Linked DNA regions of Sus scrofa: region 1 is linked to region 2. The links are chromatin contacts, called in public HiChIP or PLAC-seq maps. All regions are on one chromosome and are shown on one strand. Each heading gives the region's core, a stretch centred on a gene start, on an enhancer-like site or on the middle of the called end of the contact. The rest is flanking DNA. Distances are from core to core; before and after follow the strand shown. Region 1 holds the start of PIGO (GPI ethanolamine phosphate transferase 3). Region 2 holds the start of DNAJB5 (dnaJ homolog subfamily B member 5).

Region 1 (5,063 bases), core at 1,185-3,684, 98 kb before region 2:
TTGGACTTTGTCCAGGGAGGAGGGGCATGAAAGTTTTTTTTCCCCTTTCCATGAAGAATGTTAAGAAGATTAAGGCACAATAAAAAATAAATTAAAAAAAAAGATTAAGGTAATAACAGTGTTTTAGCTAGAGCTGTCCTGCAGCAATGTAACCAGAGGATTTGAACGAGAGATGAGAGGCTGGAAGGACCATAAGAAGGCTGCCTCTGATCCTGGAGAGGGTGATGAGGCCTGAGCTGAGGTAAGGGGCTTTGAGGATATTTCAACATATTTCTGAATTAGAATTTATTCACTTAATAACTATTTATTGAATCTCAACTATATGCCAGGCACTGAGGATATAGTAATAAAATTCCCTACTCCCAGTGAGCTTACATTCTATTTGGAAGGGACAAATCATCATATCAGCAGTTCCCTGATGGCTCAGTGGGATAAGGAATCAGTATTGTCACCGCTGTGTCTTGGGTTGCTGCTGTGGTACAGGTTCAGTCCCTGGCCCAGAAACTTCCACATGCCATGGACATGGCCAAAAAAAAGAAAAAAGAAAAAAGAAAGACGTACAGTATTTCAGATGCTGATGAGTTGTACTATAAAGGAAATTAAAGGAAGGGAGATGGGGAATTTGAGTAGAAGGGGCTGTAACATTAAGTAGAGGGTTGCAGGAAACCTCATTGATGTACATTTAAGCTTAGATATGGAAATTAGGGGAAGGCCATCTGGGTATCTGAGAATAAAGCTGACAGAGGAGATTGCAAATGCAAAGGTCCTGAGGCAGAGTACACTGCCTTGTAATTGGAAGTGCAAAGCAGCTGCAGTGGACAGCAAAGTTAAGGAAGCAAAGAAGTTGTAACTAGCTAAATCAGAGAGGGAAGTGGGGAATTTGTGTGTAGGAGCTGGCCATGTAGGGCAACTACAAGAACTTAGGCTTCACTCTGATTTGAGAAAATGTTGGAGAAGTTGTTTTGTTTTTAATTGAAGTTTTTCAGATACAATTCACATACAATGCAATGCACCTGCTTAAAGTGTAAATTCAATAATTTGTAGTATATTCACAGAATTGTGCAACTGTCACAATTTAGAACATTTTCATCACTGCTTCCCCATCCCCACCCTACCACAAAAACCCTGCACCCATTAGTAGTCAGTCCTCTCCCCCCAGCCTTAGACAACCACTACTTTACTTTGTAGATTTACTGTAAATGGAATAATATGTGCTATTTTGTTATTTATTGCCTTTTTTACTTAGCGTGTTTTTTTGTTTTTGTTTTTTTTTTCTATTTCTTTGGGCCGCTCCCGCGGCATATGGAGGTTCCCAGGCTAGAGGTCGAATCGGAGCTGTAGCCACTGGCCTATGCCAGAGCCACAGCGACGCGGGATCCGAGCTGTGTCTGCAACCTACACCATGGCTCACAGCAACGCCGGATCCTCAACCCACTGAGCAAGGGCAGGGACCGAACCCGCAACCTCATGGTTCCCAGTCGGATTCATTAACCACTGCGCCACGATGGGAACTCCCTTAGCGTGTTTTTTAAGTTTTATTCATGTAGTAGCATGTAGCAATACTCATCTTTTTTTTTTTTTTTGCCAAACACTATTCTATTGTATAGATATAGCATATTTTGTTCATCCATTCATCAATGAAGGGCATTTGTGTTGTTTCTACCTTTTGGCTATTATGATAATGCTACCATGAACCCTCGAGTGTGCAATTTTTTGTGTGAACACATGTTTTTCATTTCTCTTGGGTATAATACCTATGAGTGGAATTGCTGGGTCATATGGTAACTCTATGATTAACCTTCTGAAGAACTTGCTGGACTGTTTTCCAAAGTTGCATTTTACAATTCTAACAGCAGTGTATGAGGGTTCACATTTCTTCACACCTACGCCAATACTTGTTATTCACCTTTTTTATTACAGCCATCCTCGTGGGTCTGAGGTGGTATCTCCAGCATTCCCCTGATGGCTGATGATGTTGAGCATCTTCTTATGTGTTTATTGGTCATGCATCTATCTTTTGTGGAGAAATGTCCTTCATATCTTTGCTGATTTTAAAATTGGACTGTCTTTTTATTATTGCGTTGTAAGAATTAGTGAAAGACTTGGAGTTCCCGTAGTGGTGCAGTGGTTAAGGAATCCAACTTGGAACCATGAGGTTGCGGGTCCGAGCCCTGGCCTTGTTCAGTGGGTTAAGGATCTGGCGTTGCCGTGAGCTGTGGTGTAGGTTGCAGACGCGGCTCGGATCCCGCGTTGTTGTGGCTCTGGTGTAGGCCAGCAGCTACAGCTCCAATTAGACCCCTAGCCTGGGAACCTCCATATGCCTCGGGAGCGGCACTAGAAAAGGCAAAAAAAAAAAAAAAAAAAAAAAAAAAAGGCAAAAAAAAATTAGTGAAAGACTAGCAGAGAATGAATAAAAACGCATCAGTTGGAGTCAGCTTGGCAAAAAGGGGGTAATAAATACTGTCCTTATTTTATAGATGAGGTAATGCCCAGTAATGACAATGAGTGGCAGAGCTAGGACTTAAGCTAAGTTTGGTTCCAGAAGCACAGATCTTAGTCTTAACCAAGAATGGACAGTGGTTCCCAGAACTTTTTAGCTTAGTGCCTTGCCCCCAATGCTAAATTACCATAATCTCCCACCGATTCCTTCTCTGGCCAGCCCTGCGTTCCTTGCCGAACTTCCTCGGAGGCGCCAGCAGGTGGCGATGGGCATCCCTCGCGGGCTGCTCTATCCAGCGCACGCACCTCTGTGGTGCCAGGCCGCCGGCGCCGCCGCTGCACTTCCGGGCGCCGTTTAAGGTGAGCCAGGGTCTCCCCAAACCCCCTTAAGCTGCCTTTTCCCCTTAGTAAAGAACCCTCCCACCCCGCTCACAGAGGTCGCAGTCTGGCAGGTCTAGTACCCGGGTCTGGGTGCCTAGGCGGAGGCCGGGTGGCCATCGGAGGAGGTAGAGCCATCTGGACGATTGGTCCCGGCGAGGCCCAAACGCCTCAGAACCTCGCGCCTCTGCTCTGCTGCGCCGGAGAGCTCGCGCTTCTGGTCTCTTGGCGATCCTGGCAGTCCGGAAGCGGAGTAGGACTCCTTCCTTTCGTTCCCTCGAGCCCCGCCAGGCGGCGCCGTGAGCCTGGCCGGGATTCCCCCTGCGACTGCGAGCTTTGACCACCCCAGGGGTGTTGAAATTGGCGAGGAGAGAGGCGGAGAAACGGGCTGTCAGAAAGCAGTCTACCACTTGGAATAAGTTTCTCTCGTGGACTGTGTTTTCCATCATTAGGATCTCCTGGAGCACATGTGCAAATGCCTGTGCTGCATTGCCGAAGATCCTGATTCAGGGGATCTGGGGTGGCGCCTGGAAATCAGCATTTTAAAACAGCCGCTCCAGGTCGATGCCCATAGTCTGCGCACCTCACCTTCAGAAACTCTGGTATAACTGGTGGAGAGGAACATTGCACTGGGTTGGCTATGGGAGTGTTTATCTTGAGGAAGACTTCCAAGAGGAAGTGATCCTAGCTGGGCTTTGTATTGAGAGACTAGAAAATCCACTGGTTCTTTGCTTTACAGTTATGAATTCCCTCCCCCGCCACCACCAGGATGCAGAAGATCTCAGTACTGCTCTTCCTGGCCTGGGTCAGCTTCCTCTTCTATGCCGGCATTGCTCTCTTCACCAGTGGCTTCCTGCTCACCCGATTGGAACTCAACAACCACAGCAGCTGCCAAGAGCCCCCAGGCCCCGTGTTCCTACCATGGGGGAGCCAAGGGGAGCCTGGGGCCTGCTGGATGGCTTCCCGATTCCCCCGGCTTGTGTTGGTGGTGATAGATGCTCTGCGATTTGACTTTGCAAAGCCCCAGTTCTCACACGTTTCTGGGGAACCTCCTGTCTCGTTGCCCTTCCTGGGCAAACTGAGTTCCTTGCAGAGGATCCTGGAAAGTCAGCCTCACCATGCCAGGCTCTACCAATCAAAAGTTGACCCCCCAACCACCACCATGCAGCGTATCAAGGCCCTCACCACCGGCTCACTGCCAACCTTTGTTGATGCCGGCAGTAATTTTGCCAGCTATGCCATAGCAGAAGACAATCTCATTAAGCAGCTTACCAGCACAGGTTAGTCTGGGCCTCTTTGGAGGCCAGGAGTACCTTGGCGAATTTCTTCCTTAGAAGTAGCCAGAACTCTGGGTGCCCAGCTGCATGTTTAACTAGGAGTACAGAGAAGGAGAGTTACAACCCTGCATGCTGGGAGTGCAGGTCCGGGCTTTGTCCTTCTGGAGTTTCTAATCTGCTTGGGGTATTGGTTTTACTTTGGGAGAGCTCTCAGTAAAGGGGCAGGGGAAAGACCCAAGAGAAGATGTGGGTCTAAGAGTTCCCTTCGTGGCTCAGTGGTTAACGAATCTGACTAGAAACCATGAGGTTGCAGGTTCGATCCCTGGCCTTGCTCAGTGGGTTAAGGATCCGGCATTGCCATGAGCTGTGGTGTAGGTTACAGATGCGGCTCGGATCCTGTGTTGCTGTGGCTCTGGTGTAGCCGGTGGCTACAGCTCCAATTAAACCCCTAGCCTGGGAACCTCCATATGCTACAGGAGCGGCCCAAGAAATGGCAAAAAAAAAAAAAAAAAAAAAAAGATGTGGGTTTAGTGTTCTCACAAGTGAGGAGAGATCAGAGGGTCCAGGCTCTGTCCACTCACTGACTGGGAAAAAGGAAGGTGTACCAGGAAAAACAGAAAAACAGATAGCCAGGGATTGAGAACTAGCACAGCTTTTTGTAGGAATAAGGAATAAGTGGTCTGGGTGGTACATGGTTATCAGGGCAAGCTTCCTGGCAGAAAATTTTAGGCCTTGAAGGATAAAGAGTTGTTGGATGGACCTGCTGTGACTCAGTGCATGGTTTGGATTCTGATAGATCTGTAGAAGGTCCCTCCTGTTCCCCGTCCTCTGACTCCTGCTCCGGCTATGACTCACTCTTGTGTCTTTGTAGGAAGGCGTGTGGTCTTCATGGGAGATGAAACTTGGAATGATCTTTTTCCTGGAGCTTTCTCCCAAGCTTTCTTCTTCCCATCATTTGATGTCCGAGAC
Region 2 (5,005 bases), core at 864-3,363:
CGTTCTGATGAAGAGAAGTCTCCATTAGGGCGGATACTCCCCCTTTCCCCCCTACCATCATGTCATGCCTGGTGGGGGAGGCTGGGGTTGGGGGAGGCAGAGAAAGAGCATATGGGGGAGGGCAGCCATTTTCGGAAGCAGCAGTAAATGCGTCTGAGAGGTGAGCTGGGGGTGGTCTGCCATCTCTGCCTCAGCCCACACCTTCTTTCCCCGGAAACTGAGAAGGAACCCGAGCACACCAAGAGGTGCCTTCAGAGAACTGTAGCAGTTTTTAGGCAGAGAGTGAGTGGAACGGCTTGCCGTCCCCTCACCCTCCCCTTGCTGTCCCTGCATTACCTCTTCATCTGGCCAGCTTCCTCCCTGGCACCCACCTGCTAGCTGTTTTAGACCTATAATTCTCTTGCCTCCACAGACATAGGGCAAGCTCTTTCAAGAACTGCTTTTTCCCTCCTTCTTTCCTCCCTCCCTCCTTTTCTCCCTCCCCTACCCACAAGCCACGTGTTGGAGTGACAAAGGAGCCCCATGGCATGGCACTGCCTTTGATGGAGAATGTTAATGTAGAAGCAGGAATGAAAAATGAGAAATGGCAAGGGTGACTGATATAGGGAGGGGGAATGGTTGATACAGAAAATGAAGCACTGATGGAGGGGGATGAGGGATGACAAAGGGAAATATTTGGCTTAGGTGGCAAGTAGGGTACCGGTGGGTTTAAAGAGAGAGAGATGTAGAGAGTTGAAATACTAGAGGAGGTGTTCATGGAAAATGGATGCCTGAAGGGTTTGGTATAGAAAATGAATGATAAAGCATGCAGTTCATTCAAATGTAAGGGTGGAGTAGAAGGGGGTTCTTATATGTCACTGGGGATGAGATGAAGATGAGATGGAGGAAGCAGGTAGGCAATGGACAGGAATGCGACATGGAGAATTTGACTTGGTATGGGTATGAGTGCCCTTCTCCAGAGGGACTTACCGAAACTTTACAAACCCATTCAGCGTCCACGCTCGAAGTTTTAAGGGCTCCAGCTGAATTTTAAACATCAAGCTGGCTAAGAAGTCTTCTCCCCAGAAGTGTGGGAAGCTCCGGAAAGCTCCTCGGGCCTGTAGTGGGGGTGCTGCTGGGGATGGGCAGGAGAGCACTGTGCGCTTAAACATGCCCAGCCCAGCCCCTCACCTCGGATCGCTCCACTGGAGCCTGCTCGGAAAGCTGCAGCTCTGGAAGCCACCTCCTCAGGCCCTTGCCCAGCAAGGCTTGTCCGGTGCAGCAGGAGCTGGACCTGATCCCCAGGTGTGGCGAGTGAAGGGACAGGGTCCAGCGGCCACCTGCTCTCAGGTGCAGCAATGTCTGGCTGATTGTGAATGGCTGTATGGCAGTGTGACAGTAAGGCTGGCAGTGCGAAGAGTGTGTGCTTGTAAGTGGCAGCGTGTGTACCTGTGACAGGTGTGATAGTCTGTGAGGGCTTAAGAGGCAATGGGTTCCTCTCGCTTCTCTCTCCGTAGAGGACCAGACCCCAATTCCCAAGAACCTACTCAATGAAGTCACTGACAGGGAGTCTCCTCCCTCGCTGATGGGCGGGGCGGCGCGGGGAGAGCTCCGCCGGGACAAAAGGCGCGGCAAGGAGAGGAGGGGAAGAGAGGGGAGGGGGCTGGGGCGGGGGAGGGTGGTCGGTGATGTCACCGGGGCTGGCTGGCAGGGCCGGCTCAGAAACGCCTCCGCCCCACGAAACCCAATGCAACCCAGCCTGACCCTCTCTCGGCTCAGACGCTGGCTGCCCCCCGAGGGTCGTGGACATCGAGCACCTTGCAGACCCCGAGTCCCCACACCCCCACGGCGGAAGAGCCGATGGGCCTTCAGTGTCCCAACCCCCCGACACCAGGACCCCTGGCTTCGCGAAGCCCCCGCTCCCGGGACCCTCGAGTCCTGGCTCGGCGCCCTCACCGGTGAGGAGCTGCGGGCGCCACCGCGGTCCGTCAGACAGCCGCTGCCCCCTCACCCGGCTCCGGCTCCGCCGCCTCCACTCGGGACAGGAGTCGCCTGCCCGCCGGCGGCAGACAGCGAGCCCGGGAACCCGCCCCCACAGCTCCGCCTTCGCGATGCCCATTGCTCCATCTGCCCGTCATTCAGCTTGGCTTCTGTTGTAATTGGACAGCTTTCAACGAGTGGCTCTGTGATAGCCACCCACTCTCCGCCCCTGTCACCCGGCCACACGCGCACACATTCCGGACAGTGATTGGTGTGAGTCTGATTGGTGCACTCCACAATCAATCAACCACACCTCTTCACTATCTCGCCGTTTCATTGGTGAAAGGAACAGAGGGCGGCAACTCCACGCGCCCTTTGATTTTATTGGTTGGTCTCTGGGGCTCAGACCGGACTCGGGGGGACAACTATTTTAGTCCAATCTCTGGTTGGAGAAGGTGGGACGTACTGGCCACCGCTCGAATCCCGGGAGAAGCTTCTGGAACCCGTGCAACGTCAAAAGCAGCCTTAAAGGAAAACTGCGCTCACCACTTGGTGGTGACTCTGGGCATTCTTTCCTTTCTTTTTTTTTGGGGGGGGGGAGAGGTGAGGGGGTAGGGGAGAGAATAGTGCACTCTGGGAGGTGTAGTCCCTGGAGCAGAGTCAAAAGATCACACCTTCTTACTCATCTTCCATTTAATCGTAAACTGACCTCGCCCTGACCTGATTTAGCTTTATATTACCGTGACCCGGAATTGACCTGATGTGACCTAACAATCTCAAAACAGACTCTGGTAGATGTGTAGAGTTTAAGTACCTTTCTGATCTCTCCTTTGTAATTGGGTAGTTCTTTACAGGTTTAGCACCTTCATGCTTCCCTGAGTCCCCTTTTCATCCTCTGTATAATCCCCTCATCCCTGCTCCCTTATGCAGCCCGTTCTCAACAAACCCCACAATCCCCATTAAAGTTCCCCCTATAATCTTTCATCTTTCTTTTCCTTTGAGTTCCCACGTTTTAGCTCCCCTTTATCATCCTCTCATCTTGGCCTCATATGATCTCCTGTCCTTCCCTCATCATCCTCTGTCTTACCCTATTCTTAATCCTTTATTTACTCCCATGAACTCCCCTACCCTGGCCCCCTTTTAATCTTTCATCCTAGCTCCATGGTCTCCTTTCTTAACACCCTCAGAATCTCTCATCTCAGTACTTCCCCACCCCCATTAAATCTCAGCCCCAGTGTCCCCGATGTTCAGAGCAGGCAGGGCTGTGGAGGCGGTTGCCAGCGGAAGCCGACGCTTGAGCAGACACGGTGCCTAGCGCCCACGTCACTGTCTCCCAGACCCATCTGTGCTAGAGGGAGCGGGGGTAGGAAGGGGGTAATCTGGGGGTGAAGAGGGGGAAGGAGTTCTTGGGGGGTTTGAGGACAAAGGAAGGGCCAGGGCAGAAGCTTTCACATATCTCTCATTCTTTGAGGGTTCCCAATTCAGAAATTGGATACCCATGTGGTCATGCAAACTGGATAGGGCTGGAAACAGATTTGGAGAGCATCAGTACCTAGGCAGCAGAGCAGGGCAGGGAAGAGGTCTAAGGATCCTGAGGTCAGGTCTACATATCCTCTACTGCCTGCCTTCTTACTAGTATTCACAAGGGGGATCCCAGGTGTAAAGGGGTATGGGGTGTGAAGGAAGGAAGAAAGTGTGGTAAGAGGACAATGGAGGCGTTTCTGTCCTGCCTCAGGGGTAACGAACACGACTAGTATCCAGGAGGATGCAGGTTTGATCCTTGCCCCTGCTCAGTGGGTTAAGGATCTGGTGTTGCCATAAGCTGTGTTGTAGGTCGCAGACACACCTTGGATCCTGTGTTGCTGTGGCTGTGGTGTAGGCCAGCAGCTACAGATCCAATTTGACCCCTAGCCTGGGGACCTCCATATGCAGGTGCAGCTCTAAAAAAAAAAGGAGGATGAAGAGGAGGCAGAGTAAGGGGGTTAAGGATAGGAGGGAGGGGAGGGAAGATGGGGTAGGGGAAACGGAGAGTGGAGGAGAGGGGAGAGGGGTGAGGTGGATGGGGAGAGGAGGGAGGAGAGAAACGGTGGGAGGTAGAGTGGAGGAGATGAGAAGGAAAGGGGAAATGAGGAACAGGGATTAGAAGGGAGGGGAGATGGGGTAAGTAGCAAAAGAGATGGGATGAAGGGGAATGAGAAAGGGAGGGGAGGTGGGGTGACGGGGGAATGGAATAGTGTGACATGGAGGTAGGAAAGGGAGGGTGAGGGGGCCCAGAACTGCTAATGGATCTGGGGGTTCTCACTCCCCCACCTCCAGACTCATGGGGGACTGGGGTGTGGGTGGCTCTGCTTCTTCCTATTCCAATTCTGTCGATTTTGCCTCCTCCAGTCTTGCCTGTGCCAACACGGAGGCAGAGTTTAGTCACCGGCCCTTACCTGGTCTCTGCTAATGCTAAAGTGTAGGCTTAGACCTTCAAGGCTCTAGGGCTCTGCCTTCAGACTCTGTTATTTGCCGAGTTTGCTGTTGCTGTCCTGTGTCCCATTGCTCTGGACATGAAGTGTGTGTGTTAGGAACCAGGGTACGCTGTGGTATAGGATGTAAAAATGCAGGCTCTGGAGGCAGACCAATGACCTTGTGAGATGACTTGCCACATCTATGTTTCATTTCCACTGTTGGAAAATGGCAATAGACAACAGAAGTACCTTTTAGGGTTGTTGAGGGTTAGTTAAGGTAACAAATGTAATGCACTTATTTCTGAGCTTGGCATGTAATTAATGCTCAAGAGAGTTAACTGACTTTGTATGTTCACAGATATCTGGGTGTGTGAATGCATCTATAAGTGTTTGAGTCTGGGAATTATTTGTACTGTTGTATCTGTAATGCAATTGTGAGTGAGAGTGTATCCATGTGATTATTTTTGTGGGGTAGTGTGCCTAAATCTGTGTTATTTGCTGTAGTTATGTGATTTTGTGTTAGTGTACTTGTGATTAAGTGACTATGTAAGCCTATGTCCACACAACAAAGAGTGGATGAAGTGTGGCTGCAT

Evidence for each region. HiChIP or PLAC-seq counts read pairs in DNA pulled down with a chosen protein or histone mark.
Region 1: a contact with region 2 is called in an H3K27ac HiChIP or PLAC-seq map of skeletal muscle. The contact joins the promoter of PIGO here to the promoter of DNAJB5 in region 2. A contact is called at or near these places in 1 of 5 promoter capture datasets (liver), 7 of 47 Hi-C or Micro-C datasets (alveolar macrophages, differentiating spermatogonia, embryonic fibroblasts and 3 more) and 2 of 2 datasets of contacts at active chromatin or transcription factors (alveolar macrophages and skeletal muscle).

What each region holds. Positions count from the first base shown.
Region 1 is chr1:235,885,709-235,890,771 of Sscrofa11.1, reverse strand. PIGO (GPI ethanolamine phosphate transferase 3) reads left to right here and starts at 2,434. Exons shown (of 10, transcript XM_021065447.1): 1 at 2,434-2,799; 2 at 3,557-4,097; 3 at 4,966-5,063. The coding sequence starts at 3,587.
Region 2 is chr1:235,787,765-235,792,769 of Sscrofa11.1, reverse strand. DNAJB5 (dnaJ homolog subfamily B member 5) reads right to left here and starts at 2,113. Exons shown (of 5, transcript XM_005654514.2): 1 at 1,936-2,113; 2 at 970-1,114. The coding sequence starts at 2,098. All of the region lies in intron 1 of LOC100525024 (protein FAM205A-like), which reads left to right.